Linked DNA regions of Mus musculus: region 2 is linked to region 1. Evidence: chromatin contacts called from public Hi-C data. All regions are on one chromosome and are shown on one strand. Each heading gives the region's core, a stretch centred on a gene start, on an enhancer-like site or on the middle of the called end of the contact. The rest is flanking DNA. Distances are from core to core; before and after follow the strand shown.

Region 1 (7,903 bases), core at 2,651-5,150:
TGTTATTTTTACATAATAAAAAAATTATCGGGCTGGTGAGATGGCTCAGTGGGTAAAAGCACCCGACTGCTCTTCCGAAGGTCAGGAGTTCAAATCCCAGCAACCACATGGTGGCTCACAACCATCCATAACGAGATCTGACTCCCTCTTCTGGAGTGTCTGAGGACAGCTACAGTGTACTTAGATAAAATAAATAAATAAATATTTAAAAAAAAAAAAATTATCTTCTGATACAAAAAAATTTCAGATAGGACTCAAAAAAATTCCAAGGAAGAGATGTCAAACAGTTCATTATTCCTTTCATACTTACTTTCACGCTGCACACACCACCCCTTCCTACACATTATAGTAGTTAAGTTTCAATTTGCTTTCTTACAAAATTTTCCTTGGGCCAGAGAGATGGCCTAGGAGTTAAGGGCACATGTTGCTATTGCAGAGAATCCAGGTTCGATTCCCAGGACTGACATGGTAATTCACAGCCATCTGTAATTTCAATTCCAGGAGATCTGATATCCTCTTCTGACCTCATAGAGTTAGGGGCACTAAACACTCATGTGGTGTACATGCATATACACAGGCAACACACACACACACACACACACACACACACACACACACTTACTTGAGTGACGACATTTAGTAACTTACCAAGTCCATAAAGCATCAATTGGAACATTCCAGAATGCAAATCTACAAAAATGTGTAGGCACTCCGAATTACCACAAGGCTCCAAGATGGGTACAATAAGAGCTGGAAGTGCAGTCTCTATGGAAGCTAAACAGTTGAGAATTAAAAATTATTTTTCTATCTGAACATTTGCTCAAAATTATTTTTAATGAGTAGAAACAAAGGTAAGTCTGAATATAGAAGACTTAATTTTATAAAGTTTGGAACTGGATCACAATGCTAATTAGTAGCAGCTGAAAAGGAAAAATAGCATTTACTAGTTGATACACAAAAGGCATATATATATATAGAGAGAGAGAAAGGATAGAAAAAGACAGGAAAAATCTGAAATTCCATTACAAGAGAGTTAGTCTATCTAGTAAAGCCCGATCCTAGCAGTTAACTGATTTCTTTCCATTCAATAAGTCAGGTTTAAGCCAATGTTTATAAATCCCGCCCCCGCCCCCGCCCCCGCCCCCGGCACCCCTTTTTTGGTTTGGTTTCAGACAGGGTTTTACTCTGTAGCCTAAGCTGACCTTGAACTCACAGAGATCTGTTTCTGCCTCCCAAGCATTAAAGGAGTGTGTGAGTCCCCAGTGCCCACCTCAAGTTTTCTTAATTAGCTGAAAGATATCAGGAAAAAAATATTTTAGAACACAAATTCATACTCCAATAAGATTTTCAATGTACTCTTTTATTTTTAAAAAAATCAGGGTTTTTTTTTCTGACATCAAGAGCTCATGTTTTTTTTTTAAAAGATTTATTTATTTTTATTATATATAAGTACACTGTAGCTATCTTCAGACACTCCAGAAGAGGGAGTCAGATTTCATTATGGATGGTTGTGAGCCACCATGTGGTTGCTGGGATTTGAACTTCAGACCTTCAGAAGAACAGTTGGGTGCTCTTACCCACTGAGCCATCTCACCAGTCCGAGCTCATGTTTTAAAAAAAACAAAACACTTAAGAACTCTTCAGTATTATTACATGGGAATTTTTCTTCTTGTTTTTAAGTCCTAGAGGAGATAAGAATGTAGACAATGGCTATGGTCAAACCTCTAAAGCTGATAATAAATCTAAGAATTTGGTGGTATTTCCACCAGACCCTATCAACTTGTCGTCTTATCCCTCAAATAGGCAACCTAGGAACTCAAAGCACTAAAAAGCACACCGGGCTCAGACTGGTGGAGCCTACAAAAGCAAAGTCCTCTGGCCACAAACAAGTAAGAAAAAAGTCATCCGTGACCACCCTACTCGTCTTGCAGACTGACACAGGGCCAGGCCTGATTATGGCGTGATGAGAAAAGCACATTATTTCACTCACATGTGTTTTAAGATGGGTTCTAACTGTGTAGCCACTCACAATGGAAGCCTTGCAAGCCTCCATCTCAGCAATCCTCCTGTTTCAGTCTCCCAAGTGAAGGGATTAGAGGCATGAGCCACTGTAGAGAAATTTTAAGTTTAATTCAGAACATGACTGCTCTGGTAAGAGATCACACATAAAAAGACTTCTAGGTCTATGTGATCTGGCTGGAATGTAGACATGCCTTTAATCCCAGGGGACAGAGTCAGACTGAAGTCTGAGTTCAAGGCCAGTGTGGTATAGAGCCAAGTTTCAGGGAAAGAAAAGCTTAGGTCCAGGCATGTACACATCTTTAATCCCAACACTCATGCAGACCTTAGTTCTTTCTAGTCAGTGTGTGGGATTCTCAGTTACCAGGAAACGTTACAGACACGGGTTCCACACAGAACAATTGAAACACAGGGAAAGACAAAAAGAGCCGGAGGAGGAGAAGCCAGAAGATTAGAAAAGATGGCTACAGTTAGTTTTAGGCTAAGCAGAGCAACTCAATAAGCAGCAAAAAGAAGCTAGTTTGAGTCTGTCAGCTTGGAGAAGAGTTTTGAGTCAGAACAGCTGATCTGAACCAGGCAGCCAGAGCTCAGAAAGAGCTAGAAAGGGTGAGCTAATTCAGCAGTAAGTCTCAGAGGCTGAAAACATTCTAGGCCTGGATTCCATTGTATGGAGGCTAGAAGCTTCCAGGACTAGGCCTAGGTTAGCAGATGGAGACAGTAAGCCTCTAAGACAACAACTGAGCCAGGGGAATAAAAGATACTTTTACAAGTCCGCCATTCACAGAATTGGTCTGTCACCTCTTATAAATTGACAATATTTAAAATGGGTGAAGATACCATTATTATTATCTATGCAAACAAAATGTAATGTAAATTTTAAAGGTAAAAAACTGAAGGAGACTAAAAATTTTTGATACAGTATTTTATAATCCAACACCAGCACAACAAATGAAATTAAAGCAATAGTGTCTTAAACACAGTACACTATGCAGCAGAATCAAAAGTATTTTCAGTTTTGAAACAGGGTTGCTGGCTGTGTATGTTTATGTGGCTTTGGGAACAGAACCCAGAGCCTTAAACATGCTAAGCCTATACTCAATTGCTGAATCACATCACCTGATTTAAAAATTAGTAAACAATGAATTTATGAAATTCTTGGAATGCCAGGGCCAAGAAGCGGGAGTGTGTGTGTAGGGGAGCAGGGCGGGGGAGGGTATAGGGAACTTTCAGGATAGCATTTGAAATGTATATAAATGTATATAGTGGATATAAAGAAAATATATATAAAGAAAAATATATGGAGAAATATAAAGAAATATAAATATAAAGAAAATATCTAAATAAAAAATTAGTTACTAATTTTAAAACATTTCTATACAGTTATAATTTGTGTTAGAGTACAAAACAATGCAGTCTCTAATCAAAAATCATTTTTAAACTATAATAATAAAAGTACAACTGCCAATAGGGATAACAATTATAATTTCAATCTAATTAACAAGAATGAATGATCTCATACAGACATGAATCAAAAGATATACATTCAAGAGAAAATAGCATCAATACATATATTTGAATATATCCTATGGCCAACAATATCTATTTTTGGTGGGTTTGTTTGTTAGTTGGTTTTCTGAGAAAATGAAGAGAAATATGAAATTAAGCACAATTAAAAAGTTATTTGCCATAGACTGCTTCCACCTGATAATGCCAATTCAGACCTAATGGGTGGAGACTCCTAAGACTCAAAGACATTATTGAAAAGTAGCCATATCATATCTCCCTGCCTTATACTATTTTGGTCTTCTCTGCACCTGGTTGCCCTTGAGGCAACTTGACCCTGAGCAAACTGTATGCTTCTATCTGTGCTATTTCAAATCCCTGCAGCTGTGCCTTCTCCCAGGCCTTTCTTGAAATATTCTAATCTCTCAATTACTCACTTTAGGCTATTCCAGCTAGAAGCTTGGAAAAATGCAACGGACTGAGAGCAACAGCACTAACAGATTCAAAGAATGGGCTACAGTTCTTCTATAGGCCAGGCACATACACCTTTATTCCCAGCACTAACTTGGAGGCAGAGCCAAGATAATCTGAGTTTCATGGTAATCATGACTACATAGTGAAACTGTCTCAAACCAAAAAGAAACAATTTATACCCTAAAAAGCTAGATAAACAGACCCTTTTTCCCTTGTAGAAAAATGCTGATAAAACAGGACTTGAGGGGACCAATTTCAAAAGTCCCTATAAGATTATTCTCAAACACCTAGGACAGTAGGAACAAGGGCTTGAAGTAACTGAGGTAGCACACGTTTCGACTGGAACTAGAGATCTAAAAAGAAGATATGCTAACAACCACTTCCAATTACAGTTAGAGAATGGAGCTCAAAGCATGTATATAATATGTTTGAGAGCATGCAGCTGAACTCAAGACCTTCCGGCTATTCAGGTAGAGACACCGCTACAATATGCATGTAAAAGAAATTCTGAGAACTTAAGTCAGTACACCAAACTACCACTACCAGAACATGTGTTTTAGAGTTTACCCAGGTGTGATGGTATACACGTTTAAACTGGAGGCAGAGGTAGACAGAACTCTGTACTTGAGGCTATCCTCAAATCACTACATAAATTACTACACACCGATTTCCAAACCAGGCAGGTCTACATTTGGCTTAATATAAGCTAACCAATGAGGTTGACGATAATCTTGAATTCCTAACCCACTCCGTCCACGTCTAAGCCTCTACCTCCCACTGTCAAGATTACAGGCATCGGCAAACACACTGAATTTTATGTGGTGGGTGCTGGGGTTGACCTCAAGTTTTGATGAATGCTAGAGACGCATTTCATCAACTGAACTGCAGCCACAGCCCTAGAGATTATTTTTGAAAATAATATCCCATGGGCAATCATTCTGACAGGTTTTTACTTACTAAGCTTTGTTTACTGAAAACATCACACATCTTCATTTTCTGCAGCTCCAACAACAAAATTTTAGAATTTTACTACTTTGTAAACTTGGAAATAAGAAGAAATAAAGATTACAAAATGCTTAGCCAGGTATAGCGGCTCATGCCTTTAATCTCAACACTCAGGAAGACAAGGCAGGCAGATCTCTGTCCAGGCCACCGTGGTCTACAAAGTGAATTCCAGGACAGCCAGAGTTACATTGCGAACCCCTGACTCGGTGTGGATAAAAAAAGATTGTAGAATGCTAAGAGTTTTCCTTAAGAAGGAATGTTACTGGTACAACTGCATATCTTCTTTGACACCTATCTGATACTATACACAAAAATTAACTCATAATGATTCAGATCTAAATAATAACATTTAAAGAAAATGTAAGTGTATGTCTTCAGGATCTCAGGTTTATAAGACATGGATTCTTAAGTATAACATGAGAAGCATAAAAAAAGTGTACACTGAATGCCATTTAAAGTAAAAAAAAAAAAGGCAGAGCATAGTGGTATATGCTTTTAATCTCAGAACTAGGACAGTAGTGGCAGAAGGACTGCCTCAAGTTCAAAGCCTGCCTGATGTATACAGAGTAATAGATCAACAGGGGGCATGATGAGAGCCTATCTCCAAAAAAAAAAAAAAAAAAAAAAAAAAAGACCAGGCATGGTACTATACACCTTTAGTCCTACCAGTTGGAAAATGGAAGTAGGAGAAGCAAGAGTTTGAGCCATTTTCAACTACATATCAGGGCTAAGGCCGACCTAAACCACATAGCATCCTATTGGAAGGGAGGGAGGCAGGGAGGAAGTCAGTAGTAGAAATACCATAAAAAAGTTATCAAGCATGGGAAAAATTCTTACACATCATAATTTATAAAAAGGGACTTATATCCAAAATATATGCAATAATAAGGAAAAGATAAATGCAATTATAAAACGGACAAAGGATCTGAACAGACAGATATATGGAAAGATGCTCAACATAGAACATACAAGTCAAAACTATAATGAAATCTCACACTTACTAGGACAGCTAGAAACATAAAAAACAACCAGTATCAGTGAGAATATGGAGAAGGCAGAACCCTTAAACACTGTTGGTGAGGTTGTGAAATAGTTTCAGTATGAAAAAAGATTAGAGTGGCCAGATCACCCAGCCATCATATTCATAGGCATATATACAAGTAAGTATAAGCCCACATGAAAACTTAGACAAATGTTCACAGCTATATTCACAATAGTTGAAAATTAAAAGTAACCACAATGTTTATCAATGAACTGATAATATATGGCATATATAACAATTATTAAAAACATGCTATAACATGGATAGACCTCAAAAACAAATATGCAAAAGAACATTCATTACATGATTCATTTATATGAAATGCTTATACATATAAATATATATAGTGGATGAGTAGCTGTCAGAAGCTAGAGAGAATACAGAATGACCCCCTAGTAGATATAATGGTTCTTTGGGGGATGACTGAAATATTCTAAAATTGGACTGTTCAAAATATACTAAAAATCCCATTAAGTGTACATGAATATTTCAACAATATTGCTAAGAAAAAAGAATGGGGGATTACTGCCCTTTCTAGTTCCCATTAGTTTCAATTGTACTTTTTAATCACTACTTTTATTTTGAAAGATGAGAGAGATAAGCTTCTTATAATTAAAGTTAGTGAACACTGACAATTAACGCACACACACATACACGCAGAAATAAAATTTAACCAACACATGCACCCCAGTTCTTCCCTGCCTGTCTTTCTTCCCTAAGGCTCACATTTGCACTTTTTGCTACGTTTCCTTTTCCCTAGTTCTGAGAAATGCTAGGACTCCCTGGTGGGGAGAGCCTGGGTGGGGACAAGACCCAACACAGACGCCTCATCCCCCCCCCAAAAAAAAAAAAAAGTGAGGCAGGAAGCCCTGATAGAGTGACTGGAGAGTCTACCCACAGCAGAGGATTACGTTCTTAGCTCAGGATTTGTTAAGGGAATGACTCCATCTGTGTGATGAGTTGGTAGTGGAGATGAGATCCGTTCTCTCACTCATGTCTTGAAGGGCTGTGATTGAAAAGGCCTACTATATAAAACACAAACTATTCTGGAACAATCAGAAGTCAAGGGATCTGGCGGGGGGGGGGGGGCAACATGCCACAGCTCCTGGGTGAAGGCTGCAGTGAAGGGCAGTTGTGAACAGGAGGAGAGCCAGATGTGGACATGTTGAGTTGAGGCAGCAGGAAGCTTGGGCGTTGAAGGGTCTGGTGGTAATCCATGATAAGCATTCATCTGAGGATAGATGCAGAGTCTTACAGCCCATGAGCCCAAGGTCAGCAGGCAACCCCCAACCTCTGGAGCCACCTGTCAGCTGTAAGGCTCTCTGCTGATGGGACTGAGAACTCTGAAGCTCAGGTCCAGTAGCATTCTCTCAACTTCTGTAGCCTCCTCCCTCCCGAAGGGTGTTTAATGCTGTACTCAAAGCACTGAGACACATAGTCTTCCAGTACAGATGTCAGTGCTCTGCTTTCTTGACTCCCCCAATGCATTCAACTAGGAAGTCTCTGGAGTATGGGATAACCTGCATAGACCACAGGCTGCAAATCTAAAAGGGGCCAGAAGAGGTTTCTAATATGCAAGGAAGGCAAGCTCCTAAAATGAAGACAGCTCTGTCGGACATCTGACACTTGACTGGTCCAGGCTCAGCGCCCTCCTAAATGATAGGAAAAAGAAACTCCAACTTCAATTGCATACTCTTCCTACCTGGAAGATTCTAATATTAGAGTATACAGAAAAAAGTACTGACACTTTGCCATTTAGTTTTTTTCCATCTTTACTACCTGTTTCATGTTATTATAAATTTGAGTATTATTTTTACTTCATATATGGGGTTGGGGGTTAAGCAGGGTTTGCCTACGTGA
Region 2 (7,903 bases), core at 2,396-4,895, 130 kb after region 1:
TTCATTATCGTGGTGGGAACCATGGTATCACTGCAGGCAGACATGGTGCTGGAGGAGCTGAGAGTTCTACATCTAGATCCACAGGCAGCAGGAGATTATGTGCCACACTAGGTATAGCTTGAGCATAGGAGACATCAAAGTCCACACCCACAGTGACACACTTCCTCCAACAAGACTACACCTACTCCAACTAGGCCATACCTCCTAATAGTGTTGCTCCCTATGGGCCATGCATTCAAACACATGAGTCTATGGAGGCTAAACCTGTTCAAACCACCACAATCTTTGTGATGGTTTGAATGAGGATGGTCCCTGTAGGCTCATATATTTGAATACTTGGCCTTTAGTTTTTTCAAACTGTTTGGGAAGAATTAGGAGGTGTGGCCTTGTTGCTCTATTATTAGCATTGATTGCCTCTGGTCCCACCCACTGTTGTGCATTTTTCAAGAGGGCATGTCTCTCTCTCTCTCTTAAAAAGAAAAGTGTTTTTTTTAATATGAAAGTTTTTGCTGTGTCTATGCATGATGAGAGGTGTGTGCACATGCGTTCAGGAGACCATGGCGTGCAGAAGAGAATATCAAATCCCTGGAGCTGCAATTCCAGCCTGTTGTGCGCTATCTCATGTGCTTGCAGAGAACTGAACTGTGATCCTCTGCAAGAGCAGAATGGCCTCTTAAGCACTGAGCCATCTCTCCAGCCCTGGAGCTTTTGATTTGGATGGTGTTGTTTATTTGCTTTTGTTTTGAGACGGTGTCTTGATGCATGGAGGAGCCTAATATGATGCCCAGCCCAGAATCTGGTCAGATTCTTTGAAACATTTAAGATTGATAAAAAGGATATATGTGTAACAAACACATACACATAATATACATTCTTTGTTTTGAGACATATCTTGATGCATAGATGAGGCTAACCTGGTGCCCAGCCCAGAATCTGGTCTACTGTAGGCACCTGGCTTCTATTTATAAAATTAACAAATGATGGGTCAGATGTTGAACAAGACCATCTCAAGAACTCATGCCAGCCTGCCCTCCTGGGATTCTTGTTCAGTTGCTGCTTATAGGATCAAAGGGTGTTGGAAAGACTGAGAAGTGAGAAGTCTCCACTGGCTTAAAGCTCAAAAGAGCCCTTCAGTGATCTGGCTACAAACAATGTGGCAGGCGCCAGCACTTGACTGGCTAGCCGGTTCTCAAGGAATGTTTGCCACGGGCCAGAAAACCGAGTGCCAGAAATCCTAAGACAGAACCTTCAGCCAGGAGATTCCTGACTAGTGAGTGAGCTGAGTCCAGAGAGAAATGGCTGGCCTGTCACTGAGTGTCACCAAGGTGGTACTCAGCTTTTGCAGCACTCTGCCTTGGCCCCCTTTCCAAGTTTTCACATCCTGCACACCCCAAGTGACAATAGTCTTGCAATTTGCTCAGATGGCTTGCTAGGCTGATGTCCAGAATGTCCTCTGGGCTGTACTGAGGGCTGGGAGCTGTGGTCAGGAAGGAGTAGATCAGAGATCTACTCTGTGTTGGGTGGTTCTCATACACTATTAAGGCTCCTTAACCCTTTATGATAGGCAAACTAATTACCCACTGAGAACATGACTGGGTCTCCATCCAGCGGAAAGACAGGGAATTCAGTGACCCGAGTCACTTAGACACCACAGTCATCCTGTGGCAAGGGCAATTGCTCTCTCAAAGTCAGATAATATTCTGAACTTATCACACCAAGCTGCCAGCAGTAGCCATTGGCAACTTCTCCTGAGGTCCAGGAAAGAGGGCTTGCATAAAGGATGTGAGCTATTTGGTCCTTTCATTGTAAACTAAGAATTAAACTTCCTGTGGGTAGCAGCTGAGTATGTGGCTGGGTCCTGGTTTGGGCTGGTAGCAAGGGTATGTTTATTCAGAGGATGAAATGCTACCCAACAGTTAGAGTGGATGTGTCAAATGCACTTGCTCACAGTTTTTAAGAGTGTGATGAGAAAAAGCAAATTTCAGAAGGCCATACTGAATTGCTAGTGTTTTTAAAATATTAAAATATGCAAAAATCTTAGAAATCATTTCCCTAGTGATTCCTAATGGGATATCACTTCTATGATACAGTAGTTTGGATGTGGTATGTGGTATGTCTCTTAAGTGATAATGTGTTGAAAGCTTGGGTCCCAGTGCCGCAATGCTAAGAGGTGGTTGAACCTTTAGATCTGCCTCCTAGCAGTTGATTAGGGGCACTGTCTTTAGAAAGGATCAGGGTGATGGCCTGTCAGTTTGTTCTCTGCAGGCATGAATTGTCCTGAAAAAGCAAGGCCAGACCCCAAGTCATTTTCAGTTTACTGTTCCACTCTGTAATTTCTCCTTTTGTAGCAGCTGACCACATGTTGCCCTCTGCTGGGTTGTGATGGAGCCAGTGGGGGCCTTACAGTGGCTACTGCCATGCTCCCTGACTAGTTAGTCTATGTCCAGACCTATGAGCTAAATAAACCTTTTACAAACAACCAGCCTTAGGTATCTTGTTCTAGTAATCCAAAGTAGACTAATACATTTAAGATTGATAAAATAAATATATGTGTAACAAAACAATAAAAGTCCACATGGAAGTTATAATACTATTCAAAACTTATGGTTGTCTTGAGGGTACACAGAGGCTGCCTCTGACTATCTAAGCCATTCTCTATCTTGTATTTTATCATTATATTTTGTGAGTTTATATATATGTGATGTATGTGTCTGTGTATATCTGTCCATATGTGTGAGTGTACTCACACAGATACTACACTGCATGTACGGAGGTCCAAGAACAATCTTGGGTATCAATCCATATCTTCCACATTATGTGAGACAAAGTCTGCTGTTTGCCCCAGGCTATACCAGGCTAGCTGGCCTGAGATCTCCTGGGGATTCTCTGGTCTCTGCTTCCCATCTTGCTGTGGAGCTCTTGGATTAGACAGGGGTTACTGTGCCTGGCTGGGAGGGGGTCTGAACTCAAGTCTCTGTGCTCCGCAGTGCAGCCCTATTTCCCTTTCTTGTGTTTTTGTTATTGTTTGTTTGTTTGCTTTTTGATACAGAGCCTCTCCATGGAGTCCTGGCTGTCCTGGCCTCCTAAGTGCTGGTACCAAAGGTGTGCACCACCAAGCCTAGCACCCCCAGACCTGCTTTCTATCTTAAGCCAGATGTTTGCTGTATTGTTTTGTATCCCATGTGTGTGTATGTATGAGAGAAAGAGACAGAGACAGACAGAGACAGACAGACAGACCCAGTGATTGTATCCTGTGTGTGTATGTGTGTGTGTGTGTGTGTGTGCGCGCGCGCGCGCGCGAGAGAGAGAGAGAGAGAGAGAGAGAGAGAGAGAGAGAGAGAGAGAGAGAGAGAGATCCGGTGAAGGCTTGTTTCAAAATAAGAAAAAGGTTAGGTTTCAGTGGGCTGGAGTAAAACATTAAACCAGCAACCTGTACATTGAACAGTACCTCAGCTACTACCACTCCAGTTGCCAGTGTCCCACGGGCAGGGACTTTCCTCCTGATGGCGGCTAATATGATCAATGTTCCTGCTCTGCCCCCTGTCTCACTACTGGGCCACCCCGGCACTTTTCCCTTCCTCTTTCTATTAGTGCTGGGAAGTCCCCACCTCTGCTCAAAGCCTCCCGGGTGCCTCCCACTTTCTTTCTTCTCCTGCATGCAGAGGCAAGGAGGGAAGGGAGGGGGGAAGACTGCGTTGCTCCAAGATGGCACCTCAGCTAGAGATTGCCAGGAACCGACTCTTTACTGTCATCCCGTAGCAAACGCTCATTTCCTAAGGGTGACATGCGCTCAAGTGGCCTGCTTGAGAACAGAAGTCAGTGAGAGAACTGAAGAAAATCTGTTCTGAAACTAAGACAGATTTCCTAACAAACCTTTGGAAAGACACCCCGTGGTCCCTTTCAGTTCCCTATGAACGCCACACGGGAACCGGGTGGGAGTGCAAGCTAAACGCAAGGAATTCAAAGAGCCAAGGTTGCTGATGGCTGATGTCAGAGCAGGTACTTTAGAACTCCAGAATTTTCTGGGCGGAGAGCAGGGTGGGGGTGGGGTGGGGAGCTGTGTGACATTGCTCCCTAAGCTCTTTTCAGCCTTTTTTCTCCCAGCAGCCCATTTTAAATGAACAATAGAATTGCAAACCCTTCATTCACCACATGACGTGATCTCTGATTGCTTGAACAACACTGCTCTGTGCAATCATTTCCTACCCAGTAAGAATCATTTCTCTTCGCCTTAGTGATAATATCCTGTTGAAATATAATGCCTGCCAGTTCCAGACAGTGACTACATAATGTCTGGAGTCTTTTTTTTTTATTCCTTCTTCTATATTTAACCTTTGAATACAAGTGATAAGAGAAGTTCCCAGATGAAGAGAATCTTTGAGTCTATGCTGAAATCTGTAATTACTTAACATCCTCTGATAAAACAGTGAGTCGGTAAGTGTATAGTACATAGATGACCCTTGTTCTCTGCCTTCAGATACCAGCTGTGTGAGGAGAATGGATGCGGGTTTTCCCACAAAGCTGGTACAATGCATAACAACTGTCTTTGAACAAGCACATGTACACACTGTGTAATTTTAAAAAAAACAACCAAATACCTGGCAATTACTTATATTTATTTAATATGTGTTTGGGTGTTTTGCCTGCATGTATGCCCATGCACATGTGTGGCTGGTGCCTGTGGAGGACAGAAGAGGGCATTGGATCTCCTGGAACTAGAATTAAGCTGCCATGTAGGTGCTGGGCATTGAACCAGGTCAACTGTGATGTGTTAATAAAAAGATAAAGAGAGAAGAGATTATGTTCTTTGGATGTGTGGTGAGGTGTGGGGGAAGGGAATGTCTCAGCAGGCCCATGCTGAGGCATGCCTTCCCTTTGAGGGACCAGCCACAGAACAGTATAGAATAGAATAGAATAGAGTTTATTCAGGGCATGGGGAGGGGAGTTAAGAAGGTAGTAGAGGCAGAGAAAGGTAGAGAGAGGAGAGGAGAGGAGGAGAGGCAGGCCATGAGCACATGGTGGTGGTGGGGGTGGGGAAGGGTCGAGGAGACAGAGCAGGAGCAAGAAGGAAAGAGACCAAGAGAACAAGAGAGGGAGGAGGGGGCAAGCAGCCCTTTTAATAGTGGACCAGGCCTACATGGCTGTTGCCAGGTCACTGTGGGGAGGAGCATACCTGGCTGGCCCCATGGTGTTAATTTAACACTCTTTATTGGATACACAAAGGCAGATTTTTCTGTAGAAAATCAAGTGAAAAGACTAACTGCCCAGTAGACTACTGGGCTGATAGGAAAACAAAGAAAGAGAAGGGTGGGTCTTGCTAAGGATGCTTATAATACGGGCTATTAGAACTCAAGGCAGGGCTAGAAAGACAGCTCAGCATTGAGATCATATATGGCTCTTACAGAGGACCTGAGTTTGGGTACCATGTTGGGTGGCTCACAACTGCCTATAACTCCAGCTCCAAGGCATCTGATGCTCTCTTTGGACTTTTGCAGACACAAACCAACACACCCATCCACACAATTAAAATAATGAAACGAATCTTAAAGAAAGCAGCAGTAGCTAGGCGGTGGTAGCACATGCCTTTGATCCCAGCACTTAGGAGGCAAAGATGGGTCTATAGATTGAGTTCTAGAAAGCAGGGATACACAGAGAAACCCTGTCTTGAAAATTAAAACAAGAAAGGAAGCACAACTTGAGGCAAAAACAAGCCACCAAAGTGAGGCCCAGTGCAGGAGAGATCACAAAGTCATAGAAGGGAGTCAGGAAAAAACAGGTTTCCAAACCTGCATTCCTTCCTAGCACCTAGGCTGAACTGGGATGGTTGTTATGCCGCTATGCTGGAGTCAGGTTTCTGTAGACAGGACTGTGTTCCTGGGCTCCGGCCTACCATACTCTGACCCTGCAACTCTACTCCATCCAGTGGCCAGAGGTATCCATAACACTTCCTGTTTGGGAATCTGCTCTGGCCTCCTTCTGGTCTTCCCAGTCCCTCTATTCTATATCTATGGCTAGACGGCAAAGGTTTTCACAGAACGGCAGGAGGCACGCGCAAAGGCAGTGGTGGGCACTTCCTAAAAGGGACCATTGTGAAGGAAGACACTTTCACAGTGGGAAAGGACCATGGCCAGAGAGCTCATGGTTTGGTCTCATATGTTGGTAGTCAGGTTTTAAGTTATTTGAAAGTTTCTGAAACAGATTTCCTGCAAGGCAGATTCCTGTCCAGGTGATTGACAGCCCCATTTAGATTAACTCTTAAGAGAAGGGACAAAGTGCTTTTGTTCCTGCTGGACAGTAATCTTCCTGGCAGCTCAGAATTTCATATCTGTATCCAGGGCTAGACATATGACTCACACCCCATTCTTTTAACCAAAAGTCATGTAACAGAGTAAGTTAAAAGGGATCATAGAAAGAAAAAAATAAGAACCTAATGAAACCTGTTAAAATAGTAATACTTTACCAGGAAGAAATGGGCTTCCCTTCATGGGCCTCAACAAAGCCAGGCTGTCTCTATGTTAAGGTGTTTTAAATCTTGGGGCTGCAGAGATGGCTCATTGGAGAAAGTGTTTGTCACACAAGCATTGAGGACCTGAGTTCAGATTCCCAGAACCTGCATGAAAACTGGAATAGGAGGTGCACACATGTAACCCCTGTGGTGAGGAGCAGAGACTGGCAGATCCTGGGGGCTGGCTGGCCAGCCAGTCTAGCCAAAGTGGCAACCTTAAGTTTGATGGGCCATTTCTATAAAAATAAGATGAGAAGAATAGAGGAAGAGATCTAACACAAAGCCCTATCCTCTACTCACATGTGCGAGTATGAGAACACTCTCCCGTCTCCCATGACAGATGCATGTGTAACAAGCACATGTGTACATGTACACACACATGTGTGCACACCTGAACACACACACACACACAAATAAAAAATCATTAACAGAGGCTGGGAGATGTTTGCCCATGCCTTTAATCCCAGCACTTGGGAGGCAAAGGCAGGCAGATCTCTGCCAGGCTGGTCTACATAGAGAGTTCCAGGAGAGCCTGTGATACACAGAGGAACCCTGTCTACAAAAGAAAAACAAAACAAACAAACGAACAAACAAAACCAAACCAAAGGTTGGAGAGATGGCTCAGCAGTTAAGAACACTGGCTGCTTCCAGAGGTCCCGAGTTCAATTCCCAGCAACCACATAGTGGCTCACAACCATCTGTAATAGAATCTGATGCCCTTTTTGGTGTGTCTGAAAACAGTGACAATATACTCATATACATAAAATAAATAGATCTTTAAAAAAAAATGAGTGTATTACAGGGAACACAGGAAGCCTGAAAGAGAAACACAGGTCCCTGAAGCTGGTTAGGAATGAAGAGGTCACCCTCAGTGACCTTCAAATCTGAAAATTCATTTACTCAATCGCTTTCTTGCTTGTTTTCTTGTTTTTTTTCCTAAGATAGACTCTCTCTGTGTAGCCCTGGCTGTCCTAGAACTCACTATGTAGACCAGGCTAGCCTCAAACTCAGTCTCTGCCTCTTGAGTGCTGGAATCAAAGGCATGGGCCACTATGCAGAAAAATCTGCAGATTTCTAACTAGGTACTTACAGCTCCCAAGCAGACACCCACCTGCCTTTGTTCGCTATGTTGCCACAGTAGTATACTATAGTCTGGGCAATTTATCACAGAAACAATAGAAAGCAAGAATTTGACTTCTCATGGTCCTCAAGGCTAAGGAATCCCACACGAAAAGGTGCTGGCGTTTGAGGTTGCCCTTCCTGCTATGTTGTCCCAAGGCAGAAAGCAGAAAGGCAAAAATAGCAAAAGAGAAAGAGGCTGGAGAGAGGGCTCAGTGGCTAACAGCGAGTACTGCTGTTCCAGAGGGCACAAGTTACTGCCTGAGATGTCTGTTCAGG

Evidence for each region. A called contact is a pair of places that touch in the nucleus more often than the background predicts.
Region 2: a Hi-C map of Sertoli cells shows a contact between it and region 1, with 5 times the contacts expected there. The contact joins two enhancer-like sites. A contact is called at or near these places in 15 of 484 Hi-C or Micro-C datasets (the AML12 cell line, DN2 thymocytes, the G1E-ER4 cell line and 9 more), 8 of 115 datasets of contacts at active chromatin or transcription factors (bone marrow-derived dendritic cells, embryonic fibroblasts, embryonic stem cells and 2 more) and 1 of 9 other capture datasets (embryonic stem cells).

The regions. Positions count from the first base shown.
Region 1 is chrX:12,727,366-12,735,268 of GRCm38.p6, forward strand. Med14 (mediator complex subunit 14) reads right to left here. Exons shown (of 31, transcript NM_001048208.1): 11 at 649-774. Among named protein-coding and RNA genes, the nearest start is that of Med14, 31 kb to the right of the region's middle. Within about 2 kb of position 3,901, at least 2 of the 459 cell types and tissues checked have an H3K27ac peak or open chromatin away from gene starts, as enhancers often do. A contact at or near this core is called in Sertoli cells, where this site is marked.
Region 2 is chrX:12,854,481-12,862,383 of GRCm38.p6, forward strand. No RefSeq gene overlaps it. Among named protein-coding and RNA genes, the nearest start is that of AA414768, 78 kb to the right of the region's middle. Within about 2 kb of position 3,646, at least 178 of the 459 cell types and tissues checked have an H3K27ac peak or open chromatin away from gene starts, as enhancers often do. A contact at or near this core is called in Sertoli cells, where this site is marked.